4 separate regions of the Mus musculus genome follow, and regions 2, 3 and 4 are each linked to region 1. A link is a contact called in public HiChIP or PLAC-seq data. All regions are on one chromosome and are shown on one strand. Each heading gives the region's core, a stretch centred on a gene start, on an enhancer-like site or on the middle of the called end of the contact. The rest is flanking DNA. Distances are from core to core; before and after follow the strand shown. Region 1 holds the start of Gpr180 (G protein-coupled receptor 180). Region 2 overlaps Abcc4 (ATP-binding cassette, sub-family C (CFTR/MRP), member 4). Region 3 overlaps Abcc4 (ATP-binding cassette, sub-family C (CFTR/MRP), member 4). Region 4 has its middle 110 kb from the start of 1700044C05Rik.

Region 1 (3,118 bases), core at 235-2,734:
AGATGAGCTGGAGGTCATTTACAGAATTTTGTGGTAACTGACCTGGTAAGGAGTAAGGTGTTCTGGTTGCACTGAAGTCTGATACAGTCTGAACGTGTCAGAAGGGCTTCTTCGAGTGTGTTGAAAAAGGAGAATCTAGAAAAAAAAAAAAAAAAAAAAAAAAGAGCAAAGTGAAGCAAAGGAGAGGAACCGTAGAAAATACTCCAGCGAAGGATTTGCAAATGTCATCGACACAGGGGTTTAGGGTGGGTATGGAATTGATAGGGTTAAGGATGGGTGTTGTGATCATAAAAAGAGAAAGAGCTCTAACTATATGTTCTGGTGGAGTGCGGGGGAAGGGGGAAGCCTCAGCGGGCATCCCCTTCCCTGGAGGGACCAGACACACACTGGTAAAGTATAAAATAGAGTTTATTTAGGGCGTGGTGAGGGGAGTTAAGAGAGTAGTAGAGGCAGAGAGAAGGAGAGAGTAGATAAGTGGAGGCGGGCCATGGAAAGAAGAGGGATGGGGATGGGGAGAGGGGGGCACAAGGGACAGGAGGCAAGAGAAAGGCAAGAGTGTACGTGTAAGGGCCAAGCAGCCCCTTTTATACTGGGTCAAGCCTACCTGGCTGCTGCCAGGAACTGTGGGGATGGAGTTTAGACAGAATACCAACAATGGGCATTAGTTGGGAGACGATCATTTGAAATATTTGAACCCATATTCCAAAAAGCGTAGGTTGTGTACAAAAGGGATAAAGGAATGTGGCGCTGGGAAATGATGTTTTCTATAGTATTCTGTAACTCAGAAGTCAGAGGTAGACTGTAGCTAGGTAGAATCAACACTGGAGGGAGTCCGGTTGCCATAGGTCAAAGTGATGGCAGATAGTGTCCTGGCTGCCGCTTCACACCAGCAGAAAGGCCAATAGATCTTGGACTACCCGTGAATGAAGGTGGTCACTGTCATTCTCAGCTGTCTAGCCAACTGGATAATCAGTTAATTCAACCAGTCCAGGAACCCTATTCAAGGAAGGAACAATCGGTTTGGTGCCAAGAGAAGCCAGGCTTTTCAGTTTAGACGTGTGATGTATCCTCGCAACATTAACGCGCGAATAAGCAAGCGCGAGAGAGAAAAAGCAAAGAACATGTGTCCCAACTTTGAGGCCGTTTTCCTGCCAGCTATACATTTCGGCCACGTATTTCTCAGTTCTTTCCAGGAAAGCCTCGGACGTCAATGACAGGCGCGCGCACGAGCGCGTGCGCAGTGGCGTAACGCGCAAAGGCTACCACGGTGATTGTTTCCAGTATCCGTAAACAGCATCCCTGGAGGGCTCCATTTAAAACAGGCGGGAATTAGCAGCATGGCTGGGGAGCGCCGGGACCCGCACTGCTGCACGTCCCGCCCACCACGGCCGATGATTGGTTACTGTCCCCGGCTCATGGAAGGCGATCCCGCGCCTTATTGGCCGTCAGTCTCCGGCCCCGCCCCCTAAGTCCCGCCCCGCCCTCTGCTGCCGACGTGGGCTGCAGGCCGCAGGCGGTTGCCGGGCGAGCAAACGGAGCGGGCGGCGGGCATGGGCGGCCTGCGGCTGCTGGCGGTAGCCCTCACGTGCAGCTGCTGGTGGCCGCAGGGCGGCCAGGGCAAGACCCTGCGTGGCAGCTTCAGCAGCGCCGCGGCCCGCGACGCCCAGGGCCAGAGCATCGGCCATTTCGAGTTCCACGGTAGGTCCGGGCAGGTCGAGCGAGGGGTGGAGGCTCGCGGCCTCCCTCGAGCCCGGGGTCGGTAGGCGGCGGCCGCGGCGCCTCCCTCCCGCCACGTCGTCCGGGCCTCACCTGGATCCCCGCAGCGCCGCGACCCTGAACCTTCACCACCGGGCTGCAGCCTAATTGCACCTGAAAGCCATTTCCATTTCCCCGACACTCCCGGTGCAAACCGGACCGCTCCACTGCATCTCCCCAGGGCTGTCCCCCAACTCCGCACTTGGCCTGATTGTATGCATTCGAGCCCTGTGGTTATGAGTGGATGTCAGCCCAGGAAGTTAGCTTCCCTGTTGTTTGTAAGACCGGTTGCATGAAACCTGCTTGGAGCGGATTTGGAATCTGTCATTGCCTCAACAGTTTAGTTATTACCGTGTGCCTAGAGTTCATTTGGTGAAGACGGTGTCTACGTGTTTAGAAAGTTTCGTGATTGGCACACTCTGGCATGTGTGTAAGAGCTGCATTTCATAAGTACTTCCTGGTATCCTCCAGGAAAATCAGTGGTCTTCAGTTGATGAAATTGCAATTCGTTCTACTAATTTTGCCCCGTTTATTTGTTCCCTTAGAGTGTTTTCTTGGTCCTTTGAACATTACTGCATTTCAAGGGAGTCGTTTGCTTACTGAAGCTGAGATCTTCAGCTTCTATGACGGAGTTGCTTTAGAGATGCAGCTGTATCTACTGAAGAGAGGGTCTTAGGAGAAGAACATAGAAATCAGAAGCTGCTTGGCATGGGAAGGAAAGCCAAGTCCTGGGAACTTGTAGAATTGGTGCTGTAAAAGGAGGCTTTAAAAACACAAACATTGAAGGTTTTACAATTCTGAGAAAAACATGTCAGCTTTTTAAAATGTGAATAAACCCGGGCGAATGAAGAAGAGATCCCCCCCCCCTCAAGCAAACAGCTTTGTTGTATTTTTTTGTCCTATTTTTGGTCTCTTCACCACCTCGTTGTAGCAGGTCCTTTGAGACCTGACAGCACAATCACTGTGATCTGGTTAGTGCTGGTAAGTCAAGGATCTGTGGGAGCTGTGATTTGTACTGTCCGTGCCCCACCGATAACTCTGATTGTAATTACCTTGTGGAGGGGAAATGGGGTAAATCTAGGTTATCAAACAGACACGCTGGATGCTGTTCAGGAAATGTTTTCAAGTATCAGCTGAATTATAAAGATGGTTCATGTTAAGTTGCCTGCGTCTCATGGCAGATTGGGGAGGGGGTAGGCCAGGTAGCTTCTCTCATATATTATGCAGATACAGTTCACTTACACCTCGTTGTTGCCAGGTTTTGGTCGATTCCAGCTAAATACAGTAAAGCTATGCTGAAACCTGTCACTTATTACAATTTAAAGTGTTAATAGTACTTTAGAGTCACTTCATACCACTTGAT
Region 2 (3,118 bases), core at 453-2,952, 470 kb after region 1:
TCCAATCACAGCCAAGACAATGGAAATCCTTAGAATAATTTTCTAACTAGTGGTTTTATACTTTCCCTAAGTTAGGTGGGTTTTTTTTTTCCCAGAATGTCTTTTAAATTTTAAAAAGTAAAATTTCTAAGTGCACATGCATGTGTGTGGGAGTGATAAAGTGTCTGTGTGTGTTTGAGGCAGAAGAAAACTCGTTGTGGTGTCATGATGTGAGTACAAAAAGAAGCAAGGTAGGAATCGCTATTTTAGAAAATGTGGGAGAAGGAGGCCCCTCTGCAAGGAAGGAACCATGGTGATACAGGGGGTTCCGTGGCCCTGGCAGGTGCTATGGCCCTGGCGGGTGTTGTGGCTCTGGAATGCTCTCATGTACTCAGTCCTGTGTGGGCAGGAAGGCCAAGGCAGTGCAGAAACCCACACTGAGTGCTATGGTTAATGGGCTATGAGCATCTGCCAGACACAATCCTAGAAAGCCATAACGCTTCTTGGAGGTGCAGGAGAGAAAGTCAGGCACGCAGGCCACTCGCCTTCCTCCCGAGGCACAGTCATCAGGCTGAGAAGGAGCGACCTCATTCAAAATGCCATCATATGTGGAACGCTGGAGTGCTGGGTTACAGAGGCACCAGCAGTGGGGCAGACTGCAAAGAACAATGTCCCCCATTCTGGTACGACGAGCAACCACATCCTGATGGTGAGAGTGTACGAAAGACTGAAGCAGGGAAGGTAAGCCACTGCTGGATGCTGAAGCCCTTGTCCATGTATGTGTTCATACACTGAAGGCTAATCACCAGTGTGATGGTGTGAGGCCCTGGGGCCTTCATGGGAATCTGCCACCATGGACAGGGTCAGTGCTGTTCCTAAACCAAAGCGTGGACCACAGCTGTCGTTAGGGCAAAACAAGAAGACATCCAGCTATGAACATCAAATCTGCTAGCACTTCATCTCAGGCCGTGAGAAATACATGTTGTTTATAAGCACCCAGTTGCGGCGTTTTGTCATAGTAGCTCCTATAAACTACAAGGATGAAGGAGGGATTGGTAGTGTGGGAGATCTAACTGCGAAAACCCTGAGAAGATCATGGAAGAGGCAGCCATCTGTAATTCTGAGACTTTCCCCAATGCAGGATCCACAGCTACATCAGACTGGCATCAGTCGAGAGTCCCCAGCCTCCCGCTTCCTCTGTTTGCAACATATAGTTGTAAAACTTGAAAACCGTAATAACCTTGGACGTATATTCGTGATTGGAGTAAAATGTTAATGGCAAACAGAAGAGTGACTCATTCGCGTTTAACACAAACACACTTCACATTTCTAAGCCTCGACACGGCCGCCATCTTTCATAGCATATTGTTCGATCCAATTTTCTAACTCGTTGAGAACATTCTCCAGCTGCCGCTGAGTGATTTCCTAAATTGCATCTGTGCTCCCCGCTCCAAGTTTCCCCCCAAAGAACGTGGTTCTGATTAGCAAGCACCAATTTTAACAAGCTTGCTTCTACCAAGTGTCTATCCAAAGCCATTAAAACATTAAAGGTTTTAGGAGACCTTATGAACACTGTTCAAAAGGGAACTTGGGAGCACCCTTGTGATCTGCATACTGATACACAGCAATTAAAATGCGTTCCTCTCTCCTCCCTAGAGACTCTGGTACAGCATCCCAGCGAGAATTAGTCTCCAAGTGATGGGGAACTTGAATGGATCCACTCAAGGCTCACCCAAGGGACAAAGGGCTGATTCTGCCCAGAATCCATCAAGTCAGAAAAAGAGGGTCGGATGAGAGAGCTTCATTAAAGCCAACCACCAGCTGCTCTCACTTGCTGCATTCTGAAAGACTCAACACTACCGGGCATTCATTTTTATTTTTACTGTGGTGAAATATACACGCCATAAAAGTCGCTACTTTAAACATTTTAGGTGTCTCACGACAGCGTGAAGTGTAGTCACACTGCGGTCCAGCCACCACGATCACCACTTCCAGGATATTTTCATCACCACAACATCAGGCGGCATGCGTGGATCCCGTGTTGGTACGGAAGCAGTCGCTCTCCTCTGAACACCAAGCCTCAGAAGGCCCCGCTCAGTGGATGACCTTGGGTGCCAGTCCTCGAGTCCAGAGCCTGGGCACCTGTTATCTTGACTCTGCCTGAAATCTGTTCTGAACTGAACGCCATCCCTCAAATCCATGTACTAAAGTGCAACACCTAATGACGGACAGACAGAGCCTTTAGAGAGAATGGTAAGGGAGGCTCTGGGGTGCCTTCTCAATCGACCTGACTGGTGGCCTGTGAAGAGGAGATCTGAGGAAAGATGCCCAAGAAGGAAAATGTACAGATGTGCTGGGCCAGCAGTGTCCTCTCACCTCAGACTTCCACCCTCCCTGGCTCTTAGGGATGGAAGCTCTGCGGTGTGAGCCACACCGGCTGTTGCCTTTTATTTTGTCACATGGAGCTAAAGACCCCAGGACCTGCAGGTTGGCACTGGGGCTCTTAATCACGTGTGATGTGCATCTCCTCACAGGGGAACGCTGTGCTTGCTGCTCTTTTCTTTTTTGCCTTTTTTTTTTAATTAGATATTTTCTTTATTTACATTTCAAATGATATCCCGAAAGTCCCCCATACCCTCCCCCGCCCTGCTCCCCTACCCACCCACTCCCACTTCTTGGCCCTGGCGTTCCCCTGTACTGAGTCATATAAAGTTTGCAGGACCAAGGGGCCTCTCTTTCCACTGATGGCCGACTAGACCATCTTCTGCTACATATGCAGCTAGAGACACGAGCTCCGGGAGGTACTGGTTAGTTCATATTGTTGTTCCACCTATAGGGTTGCAGACCCCTTCAGCTCCTTTGGTGCTTTCTCTAGCTTTTCCATTGGGGGCCCTGTGTTCCATTTTATACTTCTATATTTGCCAGGCACTGGCATAGCCTCACACGAGACAGCTACATCAGGGTCCTTTCAGCAAAATCTTGCTGGCATACGCAATAGTGTCTGGGTTTGGTGGCTGATTTCTAGTGCCTTGCTTGTCCGTGCCTTTATAATTCTGTGTCTGCTGCTCCTTCTACCAGAAGGAGTGAAATCCCCTGGTCCCTGTCCCCACATGGCCCAGCCAACCGATGACCGTAAACT
Region 3 (3,118 bases), core at 218-2,717, 430 kb after region 1:
TGGAACTTGAAGACAATGGGCCCTCCCACTACCCGCCCTATGTAAAACAACTGAAGGTGTGCTGGAAATTCATCAACCAACACCCAAATCTGCTCTTCACTTCTATCTTCAGCGCATCATTTTAATACCAGGGAATTGCCAACAGATGTCACGCCAAGCTGGCTTGGCTGTTAACCGTAAATATATACACCTTTGTTAGGATTTAAAGAAAGTGTTTACAAAGAACAGCCTCTTGGACTACTGTGTTACTTCTAAGTCCAGATAAGCTTTGCAGCAACAATAGGACACAGTACTGTAATGGCTTTAACTTACTTATCTTGTCAGGGAAAGCTCTGGACATGTGTTAGTTAAACCATCACCCTGTCCTCACAGAGAATTCTGAACTATTAAAATACCACCACCCTCCCCAGCCCCCAGGTCTCTCCCAGTCCCAGCATTAAACTTCTCCCCACCTCAGTATCCCTAGCTGAGTCTAAGACTTCAAGGATTTCTAAAGCAGGTAGCTACTGTTGCTCAACTCTCAGGCTTCTTGACTTCGTCAACAGCATCGTACTCTCCTCTGAAACGCCACGCATGCTTCAGGATGTCATTATTTCTTCTTTCAATATCTGCCTCTTTCCATTCCTCCACCTTGCCTGGTCTCCAGGTTCAAGTGTCTCCCTTCTATGGTGTGGGCCTCGCCACTCCAAACTCTACCCTCATAAGGACGGCCTTCATCCCCCATCACTAGGTCAGCCATTCCTAAGCCAAAACCACACCTAAGCCCCGATGTTTCTCCCCCTCAATGCATCCAGCTGGCGGCCTTCTCCAGCTCAATGTTGCCAATGGGCATCACTGTGAAGTGTTTGGGCTGTAGGAGGGGACAGGCTCCATGCCTTCTTGCTTCAAGGGTTTAACATGAGCCAATTAATAGCTTCTCACAAATTCCAGTGTAAGCTTTGCAGACTTACAATGTAAGTTCACAACTGTCAAACATGCATATATTTTAAGTAAAAGCTACTTTTGCGACTCTCAGTTTTTAATACTTTGGAGATCCTCTGTTGAGTTCCAGGCAACAGAAGTTGGGCCATCTTGGTGGCGAGTTGTCCCAAAGGCTGTGCTGACCTTCCCAGCTCTGAGGAGCTGTTATTACATCAAATAACTTAATCAGAACACAAACTGTTCTTAGATTTCTGCAGAGGTAATTAAATAACAATTCGATGCCAATTAATCACAGTCAAGTAAGAAGTCTGTGAGAGGAGAACTCTCTACACACTGGAGACTATTTAATGGTCAAATACTTGGCAAGCCCTTAGTTAAACAATGAGTCATTAAACCTCCTTTGCCACACAATGGCTAAGCTAAACTCAACGTGAAAGAATCGAAACTCCTTTGTTCTCCCATAAAAAGACATCAAACCTCTGTGCGTGATATTCTTTTCTCCCTCACTTAGCAGGCTGTTCGACTGCATGATTCACCATGTATTCAGCTGCTCCTATGCCCAGAGGCGTCTGCAAGTCCGCCCAGAACACGACAGCCGGCAACGTTTCTCTTCCCATCTGGATGCATGCAGAGCTGGACAGCAGACTCCACCTACCTGGATGCTGTGCTCGCAAAGCCCAGACTCAGAACCACCGTCCACCGTGCCCCCTCTCCTCAACACACACACACAAAGAAGCTGGGACCATCTCCACAGAAGGAAGTGATTTCCCGCTATACAAACCCACACAACTTGCCAGCCCAGCAAAAACCCATAGGACAATTTTGGTTCCCTGTGCCTCCCTTATCAACAAGGCTCTTTGAAATTAAATGTCCCATTATAACACAGTTTCCACTGAAAACCCACCGACCCACTTCCAGTTTGGCTGATAATTGCCAAAGGCTGCTGAGCACAGCTCAGGACTCTTAAACTGCTCTGCAAGTTCATTTCTTCCTGTGGAGAGAGCCTCAGGCAGAGAGAGAGCCACTGCTGGGCATCTGCTGTGGAGGGAAGCCCCAGGACTGGAAGCATGCTCACCTATACTCGGGGCCACAAATGCTGCTGCCTATTTAAAGCAGAACCTTTGCACATCATCGTATATTTGGATCTGAGTTAGCGATCTCAGAGGTAGACAAGGATTCCAGTGGGTTCCAGGCTGTAATACCGCATAGGGATCCACTTGGTGGGGGATTTATCAACACATCACATCTATTTGCCTTAGTCTAACCCAAGCATAATCAATCACTAGGTTATCACTGGTTTTATCGTGAAGGTAAAAATAAAATTCAGTGGTAGTGTGTTTGGACATGGAGGAGGTCCTGGGTCCCACTGGTAAAAACGTGGAAATAAATACGTTAATTAAATTAAAATTTCAAAAACTAACTAAATAAAAATTATAGTTCTGTTCACTGAAGAAGAGAATATGTACTAAGAAATTTAGTGGAAAAGGCATATAATATATGTGTGTGTGTGTGTGTGTGTGTGTGTGTGTGTGTGTGTGTGTGTGAGTGAGTTCATACCTCAAAATTGCATTCATTAAAACACATCAAAGCTAATTAGATATAACATTATTTAAATGAAAAAGTTAGGAAGTCTCATAGAAAATTTATTTTAACTCCACTTATACTGAATAATGGGAAATACAGTCCCCCTTTCACTGGCTCTTGTGTGCAAAATACTGAAATTATATACAGATTATTATAACAGTAAACATAGGATATACTTACTAGGTATTTACTTTATCATATGTATACACACACACATATATATGATAAGGTAAATATATAATATAATATAATATAATATAATATAAAATAATATATAATATAAATATTAAAAAGTAAATATATAAAGTATATACACACACATATATATATATGAGTATATGTGTGTATATATATATGTGTGTGTGTGTGTGTGTGTGCGTGTGTGTGTGTGTGTAAATTGTGAGGCAAACACTGTGACATCTTCACACCACAGTAAAAATTAAAGCATCAGAGAACCTTCCATGTGAAACTGAAACTGTGACCTCTTGGCTGTGAACTCCTCAATTTGTTTTATGTTGCCTCAACAGTGCCTGATGTGAGCATCCCCGAGTGTGTCTATTTCTCAGCTAAGCTATGACATAAAATGATTTCAAGGAGGGGGAAAAATTCACAC
Region 4 (3,118 bases), core at 270-2,769, 340 kb after region 1:
GTGCTCTTAACCACTGAGCCATCTCTCCATCCTTCCCCCTCCCCCCCCCCCTCCCCCAGTTTCGGATTCTTGTTTGTCCTCCTTGGATCCATTCTTCATAGTGGCACACTAAAATTGTGTCCCAAAGACAAAACAAAGCAAACAAGCACAACAGAAAGAAAAAAGAAGAAATCGAATCCGGGCTGCAGAAGATGCTAATAGTTGAAGCACTTGTCAGCAAACATAAGAATTGAACTCTGGGTCTCTAGAATCCACAGACATGCTTAGTTGGCACGGCAACCTCCCTGCAATTCCAGCGCAGCAGGAGTGGACAAGAATCCCCAGAGCAAACTGACTGCACAGACTAGCCAGACTGGGGAAATTCTGGGTTTAATTGAGAGACCCCCTACCTCACTGAAAAAGACGGAGAGTAATAATAGATAACAGTATATGTCAGCTTTTGGGCTTCATCTGCACAAAACTCAAGTGTATAAGCGTGTGCGTGCGTGCGCGCGCGCGCACACACACACATGCGCATGCACGTACACAAGGCACCTTTGCAGGCCTGTAGGAAGTGGGGCTGACTATCATCATGAGCACACCTACAAGTCTGATCTCCTTAAACTGTGTCCAAGCTAGTCTCTGCCCACTGCAAGGCACTTATTTCATTCATTCTTTTCATGAGATGCAAAAACATAGTTCTAGAAAAGGCTACGTTCAGACCAGACCAAAAGTTCATACTCAAGCAGCACCAACGTAGCCAGAATCAGGTGTGTCTACAAAGCTGCTTTAGAGGCAGAACGCCCACCGCCCTTGCTGGTGCCACCTTGTCACTTGTGGAAGACACTTTTTAGAGAAGGTAGAAGTCCCTGCTTGGTCCTGGGCCTCCCGTGGGAACGCGCCAGCCATTGCTCTCCTCAAGGGCTGGGGCCGTGCCACCTCCCGGCCCTCAGGGTGCGGAGCCCGGTGCCTGTGATCGCGCGCCAGGGAGCAGGCGGGTTCCCGTGCTGGCCGGCCGAGGGCGGCGCCTGTGATCTGCAGCCAGGGAGCGCGCGGGGCGTCCCCGGAGACCCTGTGATCGCGCGCCAAGCGCATCCCCGACCTAGCGCGCGCGCGCGCGCGCACTGTCTGCCCGGAGCTCCCGCTGAAAGTGTCCCCGGATGAAAGGGAAGGGGAAGCGGGCTCAAGCCGGAGAACTAGGTCTGGTGAGTCCTCTGAAGCCTAGCATCCTGCTCTTTACAAACGAGGCACCCCCAAACCTTCCTTAATGCCCTTTCCGTTGCCTGATGGAAACAGGAGACGCTTGCCCTAAGCAACGAAAAATGCTCTTGGAGATGCTTGTCTCGAAAAGATGCTCTTGGAGATGCAAAGGAGATCGCATCTCTTCTGGTGTCCAGTTAGAGAAAGTTCTGCCTGGCTTGGTATTGTGATTCGCGAGGTGATAATCAAACAGGTGTGAATAGTTTAGCATCAAAGAACCGTTTCTTTCTAGAACGGCTCCCTCTGCTGATTGAAGGAAGACAAAAGCCTCCATTAGCATAGGGTGTGCAAAGCCACCTGTTCAAATAACTCTGCCAAACAGAGCAAACCAGCCTTGGAAAGAAAAGAACCCCAGAGCAGTGCAAATATTCGCAGCAAAGTTGAAGGATTAAGCTGATCACAGTCGCAAGCTGGGAGGAGGAGGTGTTTCCCGTTCGTAATAAAAGCTTGCAAGGGTTATTTTTAGCAGCCTGTTTGATTCCATTAGATGAGGCGATAGCAGCTTTCATGGTCTTGTCAAAATAAAATTATGGGAGAAAAACTTAGTCTGCCCTAACTAATCCGGCAAACGTTTCTGTTTGGAAATTCTGATTTCAGGTCATGGGTGAACAGATAGGGTTCTGCCCAGAAACAATGGTACAGCGCAGGCCAATCTGTGTCTGCGATTGTTGGACCTGTTGCCTCCCATTCCAAGAAAACAAAACCGCGATTTCATCAGCATCGATTTTTAATATTTTTGAAATGTTATTTTACATTTGTTTTGTGTCGCAAGAGAGAAGCGTGGGAAGGAGTGGGAGAGCAGCCGAGAAAGGAGCCAAGAGAAACTTGACTTTGGGGCGAGTGGGTGGGAGATCAAAGGATGAAATGGTGGCAGAGCGGGTGGAGGAGAATCGGAGCCCAGCATTATGGGAACAGCACATTGGCACGAGGGGGAGGGGGGACGAAGAAGGAGGAGGGCGGGCCTGGGTAAGAAGGGTGATTCTAGCAAAGAAGGGGCTAGGACCAGTCTGTGGTCCTAACAAGAAGCCTCCACTCTGGGTCCTGCTGTTTAGAGGACCCCCACCAGCTCTCCTAGGTGCTGGCTGGTTACTCTGGTGAGAAATTTCCGAGAGCCCGAAGAACACACCCATCTAGGCCTTAGTCCTCAGACACTGGCTGTCCGAGTGTGACGCACAAACCTTGAGCAGCAGCCTTGCTTGGCAGTTTGGAAACACAAGCTCTCAAGCCCTGCTCCACATCTTCACCATTTTAACACCTATCAGGTAGAAAGAGGCACATTCAAGGTTCAAGAACCCAGAAGAGCCCGCCCAAATGGTGCCAGCCCCCTTCAAACACCTACATGGGCCTCTTGCTTGATTCCATCCTTGCAAGGGTACACTGTAAAGCAGTACTACTAGCACGAGTAACCCAGGGTCTGAGCCATTTGTGAGGCTAGAAGGAGTGGTCAATCTTTGTCCTTTAGAGTGTTCTTGTGAACACAAAGCCCTCCTTTGCAAGGCTGTGGGGCTCTCACGGTGCTGCCCTGATTCAGGACGAAAAGGCAAGTTCTGGAATCTAAAAATCTTAAAAAGGAATTGAAAAATGGAATCAGGACTTCCAGATATTAAGGAAGGAGTTTGTTTGTTTGTTTGTTTTGTAAAAGATTCATTGTAATCATTAATGTGATTTCAACTTGGAGTTAAGGGGGTGGTTCACAGGTATTGGTCTCAACATTTCGTTAATGTGGTTGATATATTTACCTATCGAGCCTTGTGATTGGTGGCTGCTAGTCGTGTTCTTGCCCTGGGCTAGAAAGCATTATGGCTGAGCACTGCAGCTAGCAGACACTTCCTACCTTAGAAGAGGAAAACGCGGCAGGAAGGAATCAATGTCATGGAGC

The links. HiChIP or PLAC-seq counts read pairs in DNA pulled down with a chosen protein or histone mark.
Region 2: an H3K4me3 HiChIP or PLAC-seq map of embryonic basal ganglia shows a contact between it and region 1, with 3 times the contacts expected there. The contact joins the enhancer-like site here to the promoter of Gpr180 in region 1. A contact is called at or near these places in 7 of 39 promoter capture datasets (the 3T3-L1 cell line, 3T3-L1-derived adipocytes, the HPC-7 cell line and 3 more), 5 of 115 datasets of contacts at active chromatin or transcription factors (acute myeloid leukemia, embryonic basal ganglia, embryonic forebrain and 2 more) and 2 of 9 other capture datasets (adipose tissue and liver).
Region 3: a FOXA1 HiChIP or PLAC-seq map of pancreatic cancer cells shows a contact between it and region 1. The contact joins the enhancer-like site here to the promoter of Gpr180 in region 1. A contact is called at or near these places in 3 of 39 promoter capture datasets (3T3-L1-derived adipocytes, the HPC-7 cell line and neural stem cells), 8 of 115 datasets of contacts at active chromatin or transcription factors (the 230-238 cell line, embryonic basal ganglia, embryonic hindbrain and 5 more) and 1 of 9 other capture datasets (adipose tissue).
Region 4: an H3K27ac HiChIP or PLAC-seq map of extraembryonic endoderm stem cells shows a contact between it and region 1, with 5 times the contacts expected there. The contact joins the enhancer-like site here to the promoter of Gpr180 in region 1. A contact is called at or near these places in 1 of 484 Hi-C or Micro-C datasets (olfactory sensory neurons), 5 of 115 datasets of contacts at active chromatin or transcription factors (acute myeloid leukemia, bone marrow-derived macrophages, embryonic stem cells and 2 more) and 1 of 9 other capture datasets (embryonic stem cells).

What each region holds. Positions count from the first base shown.
Region 1 is chr14:118,135,643-118,138,760 of GRCm38.p6, forward strand. It overlaps Gpr180 (G protein-coupled receptor 180), which reads left to right and starts at 1,485. Exons shown (of 9, transcript NM_021434.5): 1 at 1,485-1,698. The coding sequence starts at 1,551.
Region 2 is chr14:118,607,634-118,610,751 of GRCm38.p6, forward strand. The region is part of intron 13 of Abcc4 (ATP-binding cassette, sub-family C (CFTR/MRP), member 4); the gene reads right to left. Among named protein-coding and RNA genes, the nearest start is that of Mir6391, 17 kb to the left of the region's middle. Within about 2 kb of position 1,703, at least 17 of the 459 cell types and tissues checked have an H3K27ac peak or open chromatin away from gene starts, as enhancers often do. A contact at or near this core is called in embryonic basal ganglia, where this site is marked.
Region 3 is chr14:118,565,069-118,568,186 of GRCm38.p6, forward strand. The region is part of intron 19 of Abcc4 (ATP-binding cassette, sub-family C (CFTR/MRP), member 4); the gene reads right to left. Among named protein-coding and RNA genes, the nearest start is that of Mir6391, 26 kb to the right of the region's middle. Within about 2 kb of position 1,468, at least 96 of the 459 cell types and tissues checked have an H3K27ac peak or open chromatin away from gene starts, as enhancers often do. A contact at or near this core is called in extraembryonic endoderm stem cells, neural stem cells and pancreatic cancer cells, where this site is marked.
Region 4 is chr14:118,472,947-118,476,064 of GRCm38.p6, forward strand. No RefSeq gene overlaps it. Among named protein-coding and RNA genes, the nearest start is that of 1700044C05Rik, 110 kb to the left of the region's middle. Within about 2 kb of position 1,520, at least 50 of the 459 cell types and tissues checked have an H3K27ac peak or open chromatin away from gene starts, as enhancers often do. A contact at or near this core is called in extraembryonic endoderm stem cells and stem cell-derived neural progenitor cells, where this site is marked.